Regions from separate parts of the Mus musculus genome. Here region 1 is linked to region 2. A link is a contact called in public HiChIP or PLAC-seq data. All regions are on one chromosome and are shown on one strand. The core of a region is the stretch at or near the end of the contact, and the rest is flanking DNA. Distances in the headings are between cores, read along the strand shown.

What was found. HiChIP or PLAC-seq counts read pairs in DNA pulled down with a chosen protein or histone mark.
Region 1: an H3K4me3 HiChIP or PLAC-seq map of pro-B cells shows a contact between it and region 2, with 4 times the contacts expected there. The contact joins the promoter of Rccd1 here to the enhancer-like site in region 2. A contact is called at or near these places in 4 of 39 promoter capture datasets (the C10 cell line, the HPC-7 cell line and embryonic stem cells), 7 of 115 datasets of contacts at active chromatin or transcription factors (astrocytes, embryonic stem cells, large pre-B cells and 2 more) and 3 of 9 other capture datasets (adipose tissue, embryonic stem cells and liver).

What each region holds. Positions count from the first base shown.
Region 1 is chr7:80,323,179-80,326,019 of GRCm38.p6, reverse strand. It overlaps Rccd1 (RCC1 domain containing 1), which reads left to right and starts at 1,566. Exons shown (of 9, transcript NM_173445.4): 1 at 1,566-2,270. It overlaps Unc45a (unc-45 myosin chaperone A), which reads left to right. Exons shown (of 20, transcript NM_133952.2): 19 at 1-7; 20 at 143-728. The coding sequence ends at 400.
Region 2 is chr7:80,092,784-80,096,083 of GRCm38.p6, reverse strand. It overlaps Idh2 (isocitrate dehydrogenase 2 (NADP+), mitochondrial), which reads left to right. Exons shown (of 11, transcript NM_173011.2): 8 at 1-61; 9 at 188-285; 10 at 371-463; 11 at 881-1,238. The coding sequence ends at 968. Among named protein-coding and RNA genes, the nearest start is that of Gm21057, 19 kb to the right of the region's middle. Within about 2 kb of position 1,318, at least 10 of the 459 cell types and tissues checked have an H3K27ac peak or open chromatin away from gene starts, as enhancers often do. A contact at or near this core is called in pro-B cells, where this site is marked.

The DNA.
Region 1 (2,841 bases), core at 317-2,816, 230 kb before region 2:
TCAAGTGGTGAGTACCTGGTCTGGGCGGGGGAGGCTGAAGGAGCTAGCAGTTCCCTACATGGTGGTATGGCTGTTGTGTCGGGGAGTTCCTAGAGCGTAGATGTGGTTTCTGCCAGTCTTCACATCCGCCCGTTTCCTACAGACCACACACTGGCTGGAGATCTTGCAGGCCCTGCTCCTCAGCCCCAACCAGGAGCTGCAGCACCGGGGCACCGTGGTGGTGCTGAACATGATGCAGTCTTCGAAGGAGATCGCCGGCACCCTGATGGAGAGTGAGGTCCTGGAGATCCTGTCAGTGTTGGCCAAGGGCGAGGAGAGCCCAGTCACCAGGGCTGCCGCAGCCTGCCTGGAGAAAGCAGTGGAATATAGACTCATCCAACCCAACCAGGACGGAGAGTGACGATCGGCCCGGGGCCCACAGCTCACGCATCTGTCACCCTTCACAGCTCTGAGTCAGCACTGGGATGCTCGATACTTGCCTCGCCTCCACAGCTGCCACAGTTGCACTTTGGTGTTCTCAGGACACACAGCATACAGCCCTGCCCTGCCAGCACTCAGGAGGGCCCTGTCTGTACTGTAGAGAGCTGAGGCTGGGGGACGTACATCCCATTCAAGCCTGAGGATTATGGGCATCAAGAAGGAAGGACACAACAGCATCCTCACATGCTGGGAGCATCATCAGAGCCTGCCAGCAGGCTCACCCCGCTAATAAATTCTGTGGAACTAAAGCATCTGTTTGTTGTTGTAGGCGGGGCTGCTGAGGGTGGGACACTCAGGAGCAACAGCTGGACATCAGCAAAGTGTGCTGTAGAGCGCTGTTGCTGTAACAGAAGGAAGCCAGTGGGCCCATGGAGAACCTTTGTAGACAAGGCCTTAATATGGGTAGGACAGGCTGGCTTCAAACTGATAATCCTTTCTCAACCGTTAAGAGTTGTAGGAATTACAAGTGCCAACACCCACGCTGGTTTCTTTCTAAATCCTGGTGAGTTAGCCTAAAGCTTAGGAAGCTGATCAAATTTCAGTGTCTTTTTTTTTTTTTTTTTTTTTGTTTGTTTGTTTGGTTGGTTTTTTCTTTTTCTTTCTTTCTTTTTTTTTTTTTTTTTGGTTTTTTTTCGAGACAGGGTTTCTCTGTATAGCCCTGGCTGTCCTGGAGCTCACTTTGTAGACCAGGCTGGCCTCGAACTCAGAAATCCGCCTGCCTGTGCCTCCCGAATGCTGGGATTAAAGGCGTGCGCCACCACTGCCCAGCTTTTTTTTTTTTTTTTTTTTTCAGTGTCGTTTTTTTATGCTGGTCCTTGGATACATTTGTCATGATATTGTGAGTTTTCTGTGATCTCTACCCAGTCTGTGTTTGGAATTTGGGGTCAGTGTGCGCTTCCCTCGGGGAAAATACATTTTTCTGTAACTCTGCCAGGTTGAAGGAGAAACAGGACTCAAATAGATTCCCTATATGGCTAGGAACACCGGTTTCTTAGAGGCTGGAGTCCAGGCTTGGCACTCATTGGCTCAGTACAAGTAAGTGACAGAGCCTGGGCCAATCAGTGAAGGCACTAGTACTACAGCTTCCTGTTTGGCCCTCAGTCCTGCGCTTGTTCAGTAGTGAACGACCTCCTTCCTTGTTCAAAGGGAATGGAGGGTGTCAGGGCTTGGTCTTCGCCCGCCGTTTCCCTCGGATCGTCAAGAGTATCCATTCATTCAGTGGTTCCAACCGCGTCCACTGCTGTTGGCGCGCACAGGAGACTTCAGCCTACTGCCTGGTGGCAGGTAACCCGGCGCATGTGTGCCGGTCAGGCGCGCCCCAGTGGTGACGTCACCGCTCGTGCCTGCGATTGGCTCCGAAAAGCTGGCGCACCGAATGACCGCGTTGCTTGGCGCGGAGGCCCTTAAAAAGTGCTTTACTCCGCCGGCCATCTGTTCCCCGAGCCATACATTACTATGCGCTGCTCACTTTCAAGGTTTCCTGCTTAAAGGGCTTTCCTGATGAGTTGAGGGTACAGGCTAATGGGAAGATGAAAGATTCCTTTGGTTGGGGATCCAGGAGCTGTAGTCTCAGATCTGACTTAAGAGGCTCGAGAGTGTCTGTAAAATTCTGATCCATTCGAGTGAAGTGGCGTTGCATTTTGAACCGCGCGACTGTCTCCCAATTTCAGCCTGAGCTCCCTGGGACCCATAGTCATCACATTAAGTCAAAGGAAAGGCGCAGCAAAGACTTCTTGAATAAACGACCGAGTAAGGTCCAGTGGAAATTGTCCAAATGCCTCTGAAACCCGGTAAGAGCCAATGGTCATTTTCGTCGTTAAATTCTACTGTGTAAACTAAGCTAGGACTGTTTACACTTAAATTTTGATTTGTATTTATTGCAAACAGTTCTGCTAGGTAGATACAAGCAGTGCTGTCCCCACTCGCCTTGTAAAACTGAAGTTGTGCAATAGGATCCAGGTGCACAGGCACGCCCACCTAGGTCCCAGGTGTTTATTCTTCTTGTTGGGACGAGGCTTATAAATCCATAGGACACGGCTCAGCTCCACACTTGCTGTGTGATTGGGAGTCTAGAGAAAAATGGAGTCAATTTGAATGGAGACTCGGGGTTAAAGTTCTCAAGGCTAAGAGACTGGAGCTGTGGGCCTCAGATCCTAGTGTTGTATCTGATCTCCCACGTACATGCCTCACAGTTCCCTTGTGGTAATAGAAATAAGTTCTGGGTTGCAAAGAAAGAGACCACTGTTAAGGCCTAGATGGAAGGTTAAGGCCTAGGTAACCGTTACCTGGACAGCCTGCCATTATAAAGAAACTTTCTCATGTTTGTGCTGTTCCTAAGGAACTTTCTAATGCTAAGATTGA
Region 2 (3,300 bases), core at 69-2,568:
GACAATTGAGGCTGAGGCTGCTCATGGGACAGTCACCCGCCATTACCGAGAACACCAGAAGGTAAATGTGTGCATTTCAAGGTCCATAGCCCACTGGCCCTGATGACCGGGAGGATGAACCCGGTCTGCCGGTCTGGAGGTAGATAGCTGTGTCTGGTGCTCAGCTGATCCTGTGGCCTGTCCCCAGGGCCGGCCCACCAGTACCAACCCTATTGCCAGCATCTTTGCCTGGACACGGGGTCTGGAGCATCGTGGGAAGCTGGATGGGAACCAGGACCTTATCAGGTGAGCTCATGGGGAGGGCTTGAGCAGGTGCAGCCCACAGTTCTGCCCAGCATGCCGGGGCCTCACTCTGCCGCATCCCCCGCAGGTTTGCACAGACGCTGGAGAAGGTGTGCGTGCAGACTGTGGAGAGCGGAGCGATGACCAAGGACCTGGCTGGCTGTATCCATGGCCTCAGCAAGTGTGTGCTTTGGGAAACAGGGCTTGAGACCCCAGCAGGTGGGAGGAAGCCAGGGGGAACCCCCCCCCCCCAAGAGTCTCTCTCATGAGTGGGTAGAGCTGCCTGGGGTCTGGGGCAGGACAAGTCCTGAGAAATGGCTCAGGCCAAGCCTTCCTTGACCAGGTCTGAGTTGGTGCCCTCTGGCAGTTGCTTAGTTCCTCTGCTCTCCTCCTTAAACCTTTCCCCAGCTTCTTTTATGAGGCCTGTGCCCGGTAGCTTGTTACTTTAAACTTTCTGCCAAATTTATTGTGACCCTCTAGCAGTGGGCTACTAGCAAACTTGGACCTGGGCCTGGTGGCCTGAGGTCTAATGAGCCTGGGAATGGCTTGGTTGATGGCCTCCAGGAGGCCTGAGTCTCCCCTGATGTTCTCTCGGCAGTGTGAAGCTGAACGAGCACTTCCTGAACACCACAGACTTCCTGGACACCATTAAGAGCAACCTGGACAGAGCTCTGGGCAAGCAGTAGGGGTGGACACTACTCAGCTCCAGTGGGTACTCTGTACATGGCAGAGGGTGGGCCTCACAGCCCCTCTCTGGTGGCCTTTCTAGGGGACATTTTTTTACATATATATATGATGGAGATGTTTTTTAAAGTATATGAGCATTTTCCCTCACGGTGGACATGAGGCAGGAACGTGTGCTTTACCTCAGACAGTCAGTGTTCTGCATACTGTAATTTATATTGCTCTGGAATCACATGGTGCCATATTTAGCTACTAAAAAGCTCTTCGCAAAACTGTCTTGATGTGTTTGTCCCCGAGTGGGAGGGAGCAGCTGGTAGGATCCCCCAGGGACAGGGTTGGGGTGCCTCAGGCTGTTAATAGGTCAGCCAGGGGGTTGCTTCTCATGAGAGGGAACGAGGCAGCCTGTGGGCCTCCTGCATTCTTCACTGGCTGCCTGAGTTGCCAGACTTTGGGGGTGAGGCCCTGGCTTCCTCACAAAGTTGCGTGCAGTGTCTGCTGCTGAGCCAGTGGAGCTAGCTGGGGCCTAAGGGCAGAGACTCACATAGAATCTCCTAAGGTGATCCCGTTTCTCCATCTAGGGAATTGTCATTCTGTGATGTTGTAGATACTTGTTATAATAACACATGCACCTTTCACCTCTTATAGTGCTGACACTCCAACCTCGAGCTTTGTGTACACTAAGCAAGCATTCTACCTCTGCATCCCAACTTCATCCTGGTACCAACTTAGCTGAGACGAGGCCTCATCAGCACGCAGTTCTAGCTGGTTTGGAACTTTATGGGTCAGGCTGGTCTTCTAGTCACGAAGGTCTACCTCTCTGCTTCCCAAGGCAGGGATTAAGGGCCTATGCGACTGTGCTCAGGCTCATTTGCCCTGTTATAGGTTATACACTAGAAACAGATCCCCCAGTCTCTGCTTTGCAAGCCCGCTCAGGCTTGCCTAGGTCTCTGTGTGTCCGGGATCCCCTGTTCCCATCCTTCAGGTTTCTCCTTTGGCACAACTAGAAAAGTGATGTGGAAATGTTGTTCCAAAGCCCATATACACTCAATGGAAAGCACTGTCGCTGTGCAGTCAGTGACTTCTCTTTCTGCTTGTTTGGTCCTGCTGGAGATTAGGGTAACTTTGATAATGCAGTCAGTTCTCTGTATCTGGAGTTGGTTGTTGTCAGTGCTGGGAATTGAGTTTAGCAAGCATTTTATCAGTAAGATTTTTTTTTTGATTTATTTAGTAGCTGTCTTCAGACTCACCTGAAGGGGGTGTCAGATCTCATTACGGATGGTTGTGAGTCACCATGTGGTTGCTGGGATTTGAACTCAGAACCTTTGGAAGAGCAGTCGGTGCTCTTAACCTCTGAGCCATCTCTCCAGCCCCCATCAGTAAGATCTTAAGCTGAATTCTCATCCCCATTGCCTGCCTTTTTTTCTTTTTTTTTTAAAAGACATGGTTTTGTGTATCCGAGACTCGCCTCAAATTTCTATAGAATTAAGGATGACCTTGAACTTCTTAGCCTCCAGTCTCCACCTCCTGGATGCAGTTATCATGGGCAGTATCACAACACTGAGTATGTAGGGCTGGGTATCAAACCCAGGGTGGTCTCCTGAATAGTAGGCAAGTACTTTACCCAGCAAGCCTGATCCACAGCCCTAGCCTCCAGTTTAAAGACTATTTTAGTATTTTTATGGGGTATCTTGCCTGTTTGTATATCTGTGTGCCATGTACATACAGGGTCCACTGAAGTCAGAAGAGGGCATTGGAGACCCTAGAACTAGAGTTAGAGACAGTTGCTGAGCTGCCATGTGGGTGGTAGGAATTGAACCTGGGTCCTCTGGAAGAGCAGCAAGTGCTCTTAACCAACTATCTATCGCTTGCCTCTAGCCACAGGTTTTATGTTGCAGATCCAAGAGTGGGAATATTTGGAAACAAGTCAGGGATGGCAGTGCATGCCCGAAATCCCAGCACTGGGGAGGCCGGAAATCTGAAAAGGCCAGGTGTACACACATACGTGTAGTCTTGCTTCAGGAAGCTGAGACAGGAAGATGGTTGCGTTCTAGGCCAGACACAGGTAGACAGTGTGAGCCTGCTGTAAAAAGTCTCAAAACAACCGGGAAAAAGAAGCTGTGTGTGGGAGAACTCATCTGTTGTCCCAGGCCTTCACAGGTAGATCCGGGCTACAGAGACCTAAAACCTGCCCTTGGGACTCGGAGCATGTTCTCCTCCACCCACCCCCCAACTCTCTGGCAGGTCAGGTGGCTGAGATTGTCTTGTAGTTCCAGAGGGGGATGCTGTCTGGCATGTGACTAGGGAGCCTTGTTGGGACCTCCTTGGGGGGAAGGG